Linked DNA regions of Mus musculus: regions 2, 3 and 4 are each linked to region 1. The links are chromatin contacts, called in public promoter capture Hi-C maps. All regions are on one chromosome and are shown on one strand. The core of a region is the stretch at or near the end of the contact, and the rest is flanking DNA. Distances in the headings are between cores, read along the strand shown. Region 1 holds the start of A930018P22Rik (RIKEN cDNA A930018P22 gene). Region 2 holds the start of Pin1rt1 (protein (peptidyl-prolyl cis/trans isomerase) NIMA-interacting 1, retrogene 1). Region 3 holds the start of Elf5 (E74-like factor 5). Region 4 overlaps Tcp11l1 (t-complex 11 like 1).

Region 1 (3,202 bases), core at 485-2,984:
CTTCAGGAATTTATCTGTAGGAGAGCAAAACAGACTCAGCTGTGGCTGGGTTTTCAGGGTCTTCCTATATAGCTCCAGGTGGCTCTGGAACTCTTGATCCCTCCGCCTCAGCCTCCTAAGTACTGGGATTCCAGGCATGTACCATCTACACCCTGAGAAGCAATTTACTAACTTCCAGAGCAAGATTCTGAGAAGTAATTATGCACGACCCTAAAATCTCCTAGAAGCCCAACCTTATCTAACTCACACATCTGAAAAGGCCATTTCTGGGGACTTTTTCCTCCCGCGGCTATGTATGTCTCCTGCAGAGATGAATTAGAGAGCATCCCAATGACCATGCATACCTACGTGTATCTTTTTTTTCATACTTCACCCCACTATGTGGCAGAGAGGACCAATTTAACCTGTTGTGCTGCAGAGGTGAAATTATCTTTCCAGAGCCATGTGCCTTCCTCTAATAGTCCAATTCAAGCCTTAGAACAGGGGGTGAATCAGGATAGCCTCAGGCTACTAATTCCTGAGCAATTTAATTAGTCCTTCTGGAAATATGGCTGGCTCTAACTGCCTTACTGTCCGCTAGAGAGGCATCTGTTCATATACCAGAGGATTCCTGCTTACATCAGCACTTGTTCTGCTCTGATGTGGATCCCCAAAACCTCAGACTTTAGACCAGATGTCAAAGTCCAAGATCTTGTCCGAGGGTTTGGGGCCCAGGGAAGGGCAGAGGCCAAGGCTCCTCAGTGAATGACTGTGGGGCTTCAAGGTCTGGGCGATTCTTATGATCTCCTTCCACCCACAGACCCAGCTTAAGATTTGAATACTGAAGATTAATGTCTCTAGAGATAGGGAGCCTGTTGTGGGTGGAGCTCTAGATTACAGAAATGTGGTCTTACTGTGTAGGACTGCTAAATTTAAGAAGAGTGTGCTTCAGGTGTGAAGAGTCAGTGTCAAATTACTTCAAGGGCTAGCCCCTAAGGGTTTAAAACTAAAGGGCTTGAATAGCTCAGGTGTGTGGGGAGGCAGGGGTCGGTTGAAATTCAGCACGTGGGGGTCTGAACCTCTGGAGGACAGATATTTGGGGGTGGAACTCCTAGGGCTGGGGTCACATTCTGTTGCCTGACTCTAGGGGGCAATTAAGGCAGCTAGGATTGGGCTCGTTTGGCAGTCACGCACAGCGCTGGGAGTCGAAGCCGTCCCCAGTGATTGTGAGCAGCTCCAGCTCCTTAATCCGGATCTCTAGCTCGCACAGCTCCTCAGGGTGGGAGGCGGATGCGAGCCAGGGGGTCGTGGAGCCGGGGACCAGGGCCGAAGTTGCCATCTCGGGGCCTGGAGGCGGCGAGTAGAAGAAGCGCAGAGGCTCGTAGGGAATAGAAGCCAGGCCGGACGGCCAGGGAGGAGGACACGGGCGCTCGCTGGGGGGACCCAGGCCAGGCGGCGGCGGCGGCACCGTAGCTGGGGGTGCCAGAGGCAGGGATCGGACCCCCGCTACTCCTGCCACCCCGGCCGCCGGCGTCCCGCCCGCCTTCAGCGGCACGAAGAGCTTCTTCCAGATGTTAAAATCGCTCAGCGGAGACGACGAGATGCCCCGGTCGTAGAGCGACGGAAAGTAGAGGGGCGGGGCCGGCCGCTGGCTCATCTTGGGGTTCTGGCTGCCGCGCCGCCCCTTCGGCATCTTTTGAATGGGAGGCTGCGTGAGAGGAACCCCGCGCCGGGAGACGCGCGCCAAAGCCCCGTGTCTAGGAGTTCGGAGATTCCACAGGCCCCGCCCCGACGGAGCGTGGCCCCACCCTTCGCTCTAGCTACGCCCCTAGGAGGCGGAGCTCTGGAGAGCAGAGGCCCCGCCCCACGAGTCAGCTTCGGGCAAAGCTATCGTCCTTGACCTCTTTTGGTGCAGCTGCTGCCCTGCACTACCCGCCCCAAAATAGCCCAGGCACACTTTAGTCTCGGGCCCTAGACTCCTCCCAGAAGCCTTCAATTCTTTTCTGCTGCTAATACTGCACACAGAGTTGGCCGAGGCTGAGAGAGAAATTCAGCTTTCTCCTTTTATCAGGGAGTGGAAAATATTTCCTAACAACCAGACCCTTTGTCCTAGCAATCTTGACTCATTATTTAGAAACTGAAAAAAAATGTGTGGCTGACTTCATTCTCTACAGAGGGAGAAAAGGAAATTTTTCTGGTAAATGTAGAGATGCTATGGAATATTCTGGAAATGGGGAAGCAGTCTGAGTTTGTAATGACCCTGAGGCAAACAACTTTTTTTTTTTTTTTTTATGAAATGCAGTTTAATTCTCTTCTGAACACATAAGTTATCAGGAGCTGACAGGCAGCAAAACACCAAAAGGAAATTATGGGGCCCACCTCAAACACCACACCCATCCCTGAGAACTGGATGTTCTGTCCAAGAGACATGTACAGCTCATTTTTATGAACTATGAGCCAGTAACTAAGGAGAAGTCAATTTCCTTCAGGCTGCTTACTCTTTTAATGATCACCTGCAGGAATGAGCAGGGAGGGTTGGAGGTCATGGAAGCGCAGGCTCAGCTCCGTGAGCGAACTTGTGTATACAGATATGTGCTAAATACATGGGGTGGGGCAGCAAAAGATGGAGTCTGATATCCAGACTGCTAGTCTTGGGCAAGCAGTTTGACTTGGAGGAGAGGCTGGTTGTTTGCTTTTGTGTAACCCAAGTTGGATTAGAACTTCCCATGTGGTCGGCCACATAATTCCAGCAATCCTCTTGTCTCTCTTACCTGGCAGGCGTCAGAGACGAGCATCACCATGCCTAGCATGTCGCTGGACATGTACATGTTTTCTCTCTTTTCCTTTTTAAGTTTTATTGTGTGTGGAACCATGAGTGTGTGTGTGTGTGTGCACTCAGATGCCCACAGAGGTCAGGAGGATATGGGTGCCGGAGACTGTATCAGATCAGGGTCTTCTGCAGGAGCACTCAATGCTCGTACCGGACTAACCCATTTCAATAGCACTGTTTAGTTGTTTGTAAAATAGGTCTGAGCCCCTCCTCCACCTCCTGCATCAAAGAGCAAAGGATATTTTATTACTCAAACAAGAGGAACCTGAGCTAAATGATGAAATATAAAGTAGGTGTGCTCAAGAGCAGCTTTCCCGTTAGTGAAATATTTATATATGTCATCATCTGCCCCTCATCTAGTTGCTTGCAGATGGTCGCTGGTGAACATGGGCA
Region 2 (3,333 bases), core at 405-2,904, 590 kb before region 1:
GCTCAGGCTTTTTTTTTTTTTTCTTTTTCTTTTTTGTGGTTTTGGCTTTTTAAGCCATGGGTTCCCCGTGTAACCCTGGATGGCCTGGAACTCACTCTAGACCAGGCTGGCCTCAAACTTGGAGATCCAACTGCCTCTGCCTCCTGAGTTCTTAAATTTTTTAAATTAAAGATGTGTACCACCATGCCATGCTTGTTCATTCTTTTTATTTCTTTTATTTTGTATGCCTGTGCACAGTGTGTGTGTGTGTGTGAGAGAGAGAGAGAGAGAGAGAGTGAGAGAGAGAGGCCTACTGAGGTCAGAAGAGGGGCTCAGATCCCCTGGAACTGGAGTTCTAGGCAGTTGTGAGCTGCCATGTGGAAGCTGGGCAGCAAGCCCAGGTCCTCTTTAGAAGAGCAGCCAGTACTCATAACTGCTGAGCCATGGCCCCAGCACTTGCTCATGCTTCAGGAAGGAACATTCTAACAGAATGGTCAGACCACGGAAAACATTCTAATAGTCACAGTTAAAAGCCAACTGTGATGTGTCCTGTGTCTAATTCCAATACTTCAGAGGCTGAAATGGGAAGATGGTGAGTTGCAGGCCAGCCTGAGCTACACAGCAAGATAGTGTCTGGGGTTGGAGCAGGGAGCTTACCTTAAACTTACTAAGATTTTTAGAAACTATATAACATTTGTGTGTGTGATGCAATGGGCACGGCAAGGTCAGCACAACTGCCAGTCTTCGTGTGTTTCTTCCGCCTTGTGGAGCCTGGGGACCAAGCTCAGGCTGCCAGGCTTTGAGCAGTCTCTTACCCATTGAGCCAGGTGATCAGCCCAAGAATAGGAGGTTTTATGGTAGAGCTGTCATTTTCTGAAGACATTATAAACTTCAAACCATAGGACCAGTGCTACTCTGAAAACCTTGGAGAACCATGCTGGGTCACTGTCCTCGCTGTTAGCTCCGTGCTCTCACCCAGTCTTCCTCAGATCCTGCTAAGGGACCCATCTCACCTGTGTGCTCAGTGCTTAGGTGACTGTAAACTTGACCTCTGCTCAGCAGAGTCGTCTGTGGACGAGCACTCCATCCAAAGGCAACCTCCTGCAGACTAAGGAGCTAGGTTTTATGCAAATCCAAATTCTACCGGGCTGTGATGGCTATTCCAGGTTGTCAATTTGACTACATCTGGAACGAACTACAATCCAGATCTGGAGGGCACACCTGTGATCCACATCTTGAGGCTGGAAGACACAAGTTTCTCACCTGGACCTTGACATGGAGATTTTGAGGCATAGTGGCTATAAAAAGCTTAGGCCTTGGCAAGGTAGTACAGGCCTTTAATCCCAGGAGACTAAGGCAAGGAGATCTCTAAATTCAAAGTCAACCTGGGACAAATCAAGGCCCAGATCTAGGCATGGCAGTACACACCCTTAATCTGGGCTACACCTTCTGCTGAAGGCCTACATAAGGAAAATTCACTCTTTGCCTGCTTTCGTTTACTTACTAGCACCATCTGTGGGAATCTACTTCTACAGAAGACCAGCTGAAACAACTAGCCTCATGGGATTGAGCAACTACTAGATCCTTGGACTTCCCATTCACAGCTGACCATTGTTGGGGAGTTGGACTACGGACTGTAAGCCATTATAACGAATTCCCTTACTATATAGAGACTTTCCATACGTTCTGTGACTCTGGAGAACCCTGCTTAATACACTGACTAGATCTAAAACACAAGGGAGCAACACTAAGAAACCAGAAACAAGGAACAGTTAGAGGGATCCTGTGTGTCCCAAGGGGGTGACAACAGTCTACCTCCGGGACAGCTGTTACCGTTCTCTCCACACTGCAGTCTGGCGCTGAGCTCACTTTATCTCAAGGTTAGTTTGAGTTTCCAGTCCTTACAGTCAAAGATCGAACCGGCCCATGTATGAACATTTATATTTAAAGGGAACCTTTTAAGTATCAAAAGATTACAGATGAATCATCCTAGCTGGGCAGTGGCGTCGCATGCTTTTGATCCCAGCACTCCGGAGGCAGACAAGATCTCTGTGAGTTCGAGGCCAGCCTGGGCTACAGAACCAGTTCCAGGACAGCCAAGGCTACATAGAGAAACCCTGTCTCAAAACAAAACAAAACAAAAACCAGATGAATTGTCCCAGATAAAATGGAATGGTCTTGGTGTTGTCTCTAGCCTCTTCAGGGAAGACTTAGTGTTTTGTTTTTGTTTTGTTTTGTTTTCGAGACAGGGATTCTCTGTGTAGCCCTGGCTGTCCTGGAACTCACTCTGTAAACCAGGCTGGCCTGGAACTCAGAAATTCGCCTGCCTCTGCCTCCCAAGTGCTGGGATTAAAGGCATGCGCCACCACGCCCAGCCTTTTTTTTTTTTTTTTTTTTTTTTTTTTTTTTTTTTTACTTAGTTTTAAAACCCCAAGGAAGGTAGATTTCTCTAAGGGTATGTCTGTGTTCCATTCTGGCTTTCATGTTTGGATCACTTGGGAAGTTTATTCTTGCCTGGAATTACTGATAATAGATTTTAGATGATACAGTTTTAGAATTTCTGCTTCAGCTGAGCATGGTGGCATATGCCTTTAATCCCAGAATTTGGGAGACAGAGGCAATTGGAGCTCTGTGAATTTAGAGCTAGCCTGATCTACATAGGGAGTCCCAGGCCAGCCAAGAGCTAGCAACACAGTGAGAGGTCTTCTCAAAAAGCAAAAACAAACAAATCCCCCACAAAAGCAAACTAGGCACAGTAGTCTGAATTCAGATAGAATTGAATGTTCAATTAGTTGAATATCTTTCTTTAGTTGTATTCTCCTAAAGTGAACCATCTGGGAATTGTTTTATTTTTAATCTGCTGTATTGTATGTGAACACACCAGCCACTGCTCATGTTGAGATCTGAGTGTAACTGTATGCAGTCAGTTCTCTCCTTCTACCTTAACTGGTGTGTTCTAGGAATCAACTCAGGTTGCCTGGTTTTCATGTCAAAAGTTTGCTGAGCCATCTAGGCATCCCAGGGTGGTGTGTTCATATATATTTATATTTAGTGTGTGAGGCTCAAGCTTAAATCTTTAGTAATAATTACATGTGTTTTATGTTTGAAACCATTATTCCCCTCCATTTGCTCTAGTTATTTAAATAAACCCTCATTTTATAGGTTACTCCTGAGCGAAGATGGCAGACGAGAAGCTGCCGCCCGGCTGGAAGAAGTATATGAGTCGCAGCTCAGGCCGGGAATACTACTTCAATCACATCACCAACGCCAGCCAGTGGGAGCGGCCCAGCGAAGGCAGCAGCAAGAACGGCCAGGGTGAGCCTGCCAGGGTGCGCTGCTCACACCTGCTGGTGA
Region 3 (3,024 bases), core at 111-2,610, 700 kb after region 1:
GTGTTGTTTGCGGTAGTCACAAAGCAAGCGACGGAGGGCACAATTCCTGCCTAGCCTGCTGCAACCTCTGACTTTCTTGCAGGCGTGCTAAAAGTTTTGATTTTTTTCCCCATCCTGGTCTGCTAATCTGTAAGTACTCATGACCATCTCTGATAACCTACTTCCGAATCCTTAAAATGGACATCTCAACACACAGTCCGCTGAGCGTCCTGAGGATTTAATAAAATCAGTGAACATTGATTGAGTAGCTAAAAAGTTTCACTCTGAAGACTTTTGAGAAGAGGAGGCAACCAAACTGTAAAAGCTGCTGTCCCCAATACACTGAATCATAGAAAGACCCTTGCCGAGAGAATGAAGGCAGGAGAATGAAGCTTTCCGTGTGGATGAGCACGTGTAACAGCCTGGGTCTGAGTCTTTGGACTACCACACAAAACCATCTCTATAAATTACCGGGCCTTCTTGTGCCTCAGTTGCCCCATCTGTAAAATGGAGACTAAGTGCATAATGATCTAGGACCCCTATTCTGTCTTAAATTCTCCTACCTTAACGCAGATGCGGGAGAGCATGTGTTTCCAGTTGCTGCCAGTAGGGGGCAAATGCGCACAAACCCCTGAACGCATACAGACTGATAAGGTTTGAGAATACAGTGGAAAAAAACCCTAGCCACTTCTCTTCTGGAAGCACTCTGTCCTAAGGGGCTGTGGGAGGGCCAAATGAGATTCCTTTAAACTATTTTGTACAAACTCCTTAAAAAAACAAAAACAAAAACAAAAAAAGCCTTAAACAGTAAGAATACCATTCTCTGTATCAAGAGGGGCAGCTTGGTGAGCAGGCCCTCCAAAGAACTGAGGGGTGAGGCCAGGGTTGGGGGAGGTGGTGGGTTTTTCTTGAGCTGGCTATCCGTGCAGAATCCGGCTTCCTCCTAAAGGCAGCTAAAGGATGGGCAGAGATTTAAGCGCCTGTACACATTCTCTCAGCTGCCTTTGGTTTAGTGGAACCAGAGGAAGTGGGGGCCGGTGAAGAGGGTGGGTGGCCACCTTCCCGGAGGAGACAAAAAAAAATCTCTCCGGCAAGCCGTCAAACCTGAGTCAAACACCCCCGGAGGAGGCACTCTGGCTTCCTCACGGAGGGGCTGCCGTGGGAGCTGGAAACAGAGACTCAGTCCCAGGCCCCAGCTAAGTCTCTGAGCCCCGACACCCCCTTTCAATTCATTCAAAAGAGCAAAGAAAAGCTGCTTACGTGAAGACAAGTGGTGGCTAGGTCCAGACAGAAGGCTTTCAAGGCAAGAGAAGGCAAGCGCGCTCCCAGCACCAGCGGACTGTAGAAATAAAGGCACCTGTAGCCGTGTGATATAAGTGACACCTACAGACAGGTCCGTTTGGTTTTTCAGGTTTATGCACAGCCCCTTTGATGACGGTGACATACGGTGTGACACGGCTCCTCGGGGGTGGGGGGTGGTTTTCACATGCAGAAAGTTTACCTTTCTCCTGCTTTTGTGCCCAGCTCCCACCACCCACCGAGGGGACCCAGGAAATGAGCAGAGAATTCTTGCCCCCGGGGGGATAAGTGGAGTGCTGGCTGGAGCAGTCTCCGTTGAGCAAGCTGGAGGGAAGGAAATTCAGGCCTGGTGTCTGTTCATTGCAGCCTTTGCCTGGGCTGGCCAAGTCCCGAACCTCTGTATGTAGTGTTATCCCCTATTCTGTGCGTGTTAGGAAAGAAGAGCAGTGCCAAGAAGTGGTAAAGAATAAAGGTGCTTCAGGGATCAAATTCTGAGCCGGTCATTTTCTGGCTGCATTACTGTGAATAAGTTAATGAGCATATCCGGGATCCATCAGATTAATGCAATAATGGAATCTGTCCTTGGGTTGCTGGGAAGGCCATACTTGGTAATGTCAGCCAATCACCTGGAAGCCTGTCCTTGGGCGCTACATATTTCCTTCTATTGATCCTGGTGGGGACCTTCCGATCAGGGGGCAGGGAGAGAGTCAGGGAGCAGTGCTTTCACTGGCCTTTCCACTCTAAGCACCCAAAGGGCGCCATGTTTGAATACAGGAGCCATGTGACAGCTTTCCCCCTTTCCCAGTGTCCTCTGTTTTAGAAATGGCGATATGAAGGGATCGTGGAGCTGCAGTGTCAAACATCCAGAACAACACGGGGGCGGGGGGTCCTGATTGGCTTGCAAGCTGTCAGCTGTCTCACTGAGAACTACCCAGTTTTTAGGACATCTCTCAAATCTAAATGACGGCCTAGGCAGTCATCTGGGAGGAGTGTTCATAACCCCCTTTCGTGGGTTCCGTTCCTCTCTCAATCTCAGGCAGCCAAGACACCAAGGTGCTCAAACTGCAGACTCTGTGATCTTGAAGTGGAAAGCAGAGATTGACTGGTTGGTTAGGTTTTCTTGGGAACACTGGGCATAGGCACAAACACTCAAATCCAAACACCCGAACGGCGTGAAGAAACAAAAGGCAGTTCATGTGAGGAGTCATGTGTCATCATGGAAAAATAGTCGGGGCAAGATAAGTGGCCTGTTGAGGCTCTGGCTTGGCTCTGGGACCTTAGGTGGGAGAGCCAGCTTTTCTGGGTCAGAATTCTCCCAACAGTAATAGGAGAAAACGGGATTAAGTTATTTATTTATTTATTTAATCATTTTGTTGGATTTAACAGTGCCTTTAATCCCAACACTCAGGCGGCAGATATCTGTGGGTTTGAGGCCAGGTTGATTTACACAGTGAGTTTTAGGCTACCCAGGGTGATCCACACAATGAGACCCTGTATCACTAGGCATTTTTAAAACATGTTTTTTTTTTTTTTTTTTTTTTTAATGCATACTGGTATTCTGCCTACTTGTATCCTGTATGTGAGAGGGTCAGATCCTCTGGAACTGGAGTTACAGACGGTTGTGAGCTGCCACGTGGGTGCTGGGAATTGAACCTGGGTCCTCTGCAAGAGCAGCAAACTTTGAGCCATCTCTCCAGCCTCTCCTCTTTGCTTTTGGCACAGTCTATTGCTGAGCCTGATTTAGCT
Region 4 (3,185 bases), core at 586-3,085, 570 kb before region 1:
TTTAAAGGCATCATGACTGCCTGCTTCTAAACATTTTCTCTCTTTTTCAGGGCAATATTTTCTGTGTTGGACCTAATGAAAGTTGACATGGCCAACTTCGCCATCAGTAGCATTAGGCCGCACCTCATGCAGCAGTCAGTCGAGTATGAGAGGAGGAAGTTTCAGGAAGTGCTGGAGAGGCAGCCGAGTGAGTAGCTCTGTTGGCATTTTTCATCAGTCAGCTTTTGTCTTGTACACGTTTCATAAAAGCCAGTGACTGTTTGGAGCCCAGGGCGAGAATGGATGGAGGTAGTGTGCTTTGAGGAAGGAAAAGCCCGGGATGCTGTTAATCATCAAAAACAAAATAACGAGGAGTAAACTCAGCTGACAAGAGCTATGTGGGTAGGACCTGAGAGTAAAAATGGAAAAAATGAAAATTACTAGATTAAATTTTTTGTTTTCCCAAAGGAAAACATCAGTTTCAGCTAAATTATATTTCAGGTCTTGATTTTTGTCCTTGATGACAAATCTCTGTTAATTAGCTTTTCTCCTGCTGATCGGAACGGCAGGGAGTGTCACTTTGCCTCTTTCCTTATTCATAACTCAGAATTCACAACCAGGAAAGGGCAGCTTTCACAGCTTGGTGGTGGTGTATGGTTAGTGGGGTTTTTTGTTTGTTTGGTTGGTTGGTTGGTTGTTTTTTTGTGTTTGTTTCTGTGTCAGGGTCTCAAAATACTTACAGCTCTGGGTAGAGTGCACATTGCCTTTCCCGTGGCAGGATTAAGGCTTGCACCACCATACCCAGCTTTTGTTTTGTTTTTGAGACCAGGTCTTGTTCTGCAGCCCAGGTGGCCTGGTGTTCATTGTGAAATCCAGGCTGGCCTTAAACTATGACAGTCTTTCTGTCTTTGCTTCCCCAAGTGCTGGGAAGAAAATTTCATTTTTACAAGCCTCGCGTGACTTCAGGTAAACAACTGACTGAGTCTAGTATAGCTGTGTTTGTAGGCTGCTTCCAGGTGCCATGCGGTGGTGCATTTCAGGTAGCATAGCTTTGCTGATGAGATGGGAATGGCAGTCTGAATAGATCTTGTTGCCTGACCAGGTTGGTTAACTCAGTGGCCATGGAAGGAAGTTAATTCCTGCAGCCTTATATGGAAGCTTGGGGCTGGGAGGAATGGAAAGAGGGGAGAGTAGAAGTAGTGGGCGAAGATTGGCTGACACATTTCAGTTTGTCTGGGGTCACGGTCTTCTAGGCTAAAGAGCGTGGCAGAGTCAGGTGCCAGAAGCTCAGCTGCCCTGAAAGAATCGTTGCTGCGTAGGAGCCTACCTAGAGACATCACAGTCACTTGTCCACCTCTCCAAGGTTTCCAAAGCCTGAATGCCACAGAGAAAGCCTGTCTCTAGAAGGCTGTATATCAGCAGTCAGGACCAAATTGAGAACTTTGTGAGGAGAACAGAGGTGCAGCACCAGGGAGGAGCTGACAGTGGCTGAAACCCCAGCTCCTGCTTGGTTTGAAGGAGCTTCCACCAGGGCTGCACCTCTCTCAAGGAGCACTTTCTACTCAGAATGTGGAGGACACTGGTGTTCTGATAGGTACCTATGTGTTACTAAGGAAAGCAGAGGGGACATAAAGGCCACTGAAAGCCATCTGAGGGCCCCGTTGACATGCTCCCACTGCGTGAGTCACACCAGAAACAAGGCTAGCCCTCGGTGTAAATGCTTTGCTAAACAAAGGGACTCCAGCTGGTGTCTTGTCCTGTTTGTCTGTGAGCCAGAACTTTTAGCATCCCTCCGAGCTGCAGTCAATCTGGTCTTCCAGCCACCTCGAATGTGCTCACTACTAGAGAAAAGAGTAGGTAGGAAGGAAGCAGGCCAGGCCAGGCCAGGTTCTCGCAATGTCAGCCGTGAGGCAGGTGTCATGCATTTCTTTATGACAGGAATCTTCTGTTGAGATTTGTCTGAGGTCACGAAGCTATCGAAAAGCAATATGGTGATTTGGATTCAGTCTGTGGGTTTCAAAGTTCATTCTCTACCTTGAATTTCACTGGAGAAACTCTCTTCATTAAGGTAATTCCAAGAAGTGTCCCTGCAAATGTCAGGGTGATGAGTGTAGCCCTGTTTTCCAGACTCCCTGGACTTTGCCACACAGTGGCTGGAAGAGGCCACAAATGACCTTTTGAGTCAGAAGTACAAACATGCCCTGCCAGCTGGGGGAGGCGCTGCTGGCTCTGGGGATGCCCCACTCCTGACCCCTGTTTCTGTCCAGAATTTCGCCTACCTGAAGCTTCTGAAATGGGACCACTTCCAGAGACCTTTCCCTGAGGTAGGTGCTGTGGGCACCTTAGCCATTCACACGCTGTCTCAAGGGGCACAGTTGGTTTTTTGTTGTTGTTTTTTTTAAAGACTCTTATTGTTCTAGCACATATGTGTACATTCTACATATGAGAAAATATGCAATGTGGTCCTTCTTTTCCATTCCCACATCATTCTCTCTTGTTCTCCTCCCTTTGTGTTTTTGAGACAGGGGTTTTCCATGTACCCTTGGCTGTCCTGGAGCTTGCTATGCATTCCTGGGTAGTCTTGAACTTGTGGAGATCTGCCTGTCCTTTCCTCCTTAGCATGTGTCACTCCGTGCTTTCTGGTATATTTTCAGACTTATACAGTCCCCCTGGCAGCATCGTTAGCCAGCGGACTTTTCTCCTCCTTTCAGTTCTGCTTTCCATATTTGTCTGTTCTGGATAGTTCTTATTGTTTGTTGTTTGTTTGTTTTTTAAGATTATTTAATGTATATGAGTACACTGTTTTTATTCAATTTGTCATGATTTTTTTTTTAAAGAAAAGATGTGTATGGGTGTTGCACATCCTTAATTTCTGAGTTCAAGGCCAACCTGGTCTACAAAGTGAGTTCTGGAGATAGTTCAGACAGAGAAATCCTGTCTCGAAAAAACAAAAACAAAAAACCAAAAATAAATAAATAAATAAATAAATAAATAAATAAAATAAAAAACCATAAAAACAAACAAACAAGCAAACAAAAAACCCTGGTTTTGTTTCACAGCTTGCTCTCCAGAAACTTCTGCCACTCCCACGGTGAGCATTATCCTAAGCAGGTCTAGCTGCAGGAACCATTCAAGAGGATGACTAATGAGGGGTTCCCCACTTCTCTGGCAGAAACTAAGCTGGTGTGTGGCTTCCTCTGTCTTCT

What was found. Promoter capture Hi-C pulls out the DNA fragments that hold promoters and counts their contacts.
Region 2: a promoter capture Hi-C map of embryonic stem cells shows a contact between it and region 1, with 3 times the contacts expected there. The contact joins the promoter of Pin1rt1 here to the promoter of A930018P22Rik in region 1. A contact is called at or near these places in 17 of 39 promoter capture datasets (the 3T3-L1 cell line, 3T3-L1-derived adipocytes, HPC-7-derived erythroid cells and 8 more) and 5 of 115 datasets of contacts at active chromatin or transcription factors (bone marrow-derived macrophages, embryonic forebrain and embryonic stem cells).
Region 3: a promoter capture Hi-C map of liver shows a contact between it and region 1, with 2.7 times the contacts expected there. The contact joins the promoter of Elf5 here to the promoter of A930018P22Rik in region 1. A contact is called at or near these places in 2 of 39 promoter capture datasets (the C10 cell line and liver) and 2 of 9 other capture datasets (liver and macrophages).
Region 4: a promoter capture Hi-C map of liver shows a contact between it and region 1, with 3 times the contacts expected there. The contact joins the enhancer-like site here to the promoter of A930018P22Rik in region 1. A contact is called at or near these places in 10 of 39 promoter capture datasets (the 3T3-L1 cell line, 3T3-L1-derived adipocytes, the C10 cell line and 5 more), 1 of 15 datasets of contacts at CTCF or cohesin (large pre-B cells), 16 of 484 Hi-C or Micro-C datasets (B cells, the Ba/F3 cell line, the G1E-ER4 cell line and 9 more), 2 of 115 datasets of contacts at active chromatin or transcription factors (embryonic basal ganglia and kidney) and 1 of 9 other capture datasets (embryonic stem cells).

What each region holds. Positions count from the first base shown.
Region 1 is chr2:104,121,301-104,124,502 of GRCm38.p6, reverse strand. A930018P22Rik (RIKEN cDNA A930018P22 gene) reads right to left here and starts at 1,734. Exons shown (of 2, transcript NM_026634.2): 1 at 1,174-1,734; 2 at 1-14. The coding sequence starts at 1,672.
Region 2 is chr2:104,714,611-104,717,943 of GRCm38.p6, reverse strand. It overlaps Pin1rt1 (protein (peptidyl-prolyl cis/trans isomerase) NIMA-interacting 1, retrogene 1), which reads left to right and starts at 1,654. Exons shown (of 2, transcript NM_001033768.2): 1 at 1,654-1,859; 2 at 3,142-3,333. The coding sequence starts at 3,159.
Region 3 is chr2:103,422,404-103,425,427 of GRCm38.p6, reverse strand. Elf5 (E74-like factor 5) reads right to left here and starts at 1,360. Exons shown (of 7, transcript NM_010125.3): 1 at 1,240-1,360.
Region 4 is chr2:104,687,496-104,690,680 of GRCm38.p6, reverse strand. Tcp11l1 (t-complex 11 like 1) reads left to right here. Exons shown (of 10, transcript NM_177190.5): 6 at 51-187; 7 at 2,107-2,303. Among named protein-coding and RNA genes, the nearest start is that of Gm6306, 21 kb to the left of the region's middle. Within about 2 kb of position 1,835, at least 37 of the 459 cell types and tissues checked have an H3K27ac peak or open chromatin away from gene starts, as enhancers often do. A contact at or near this core is called in cerebellum and liver, where this site is marked.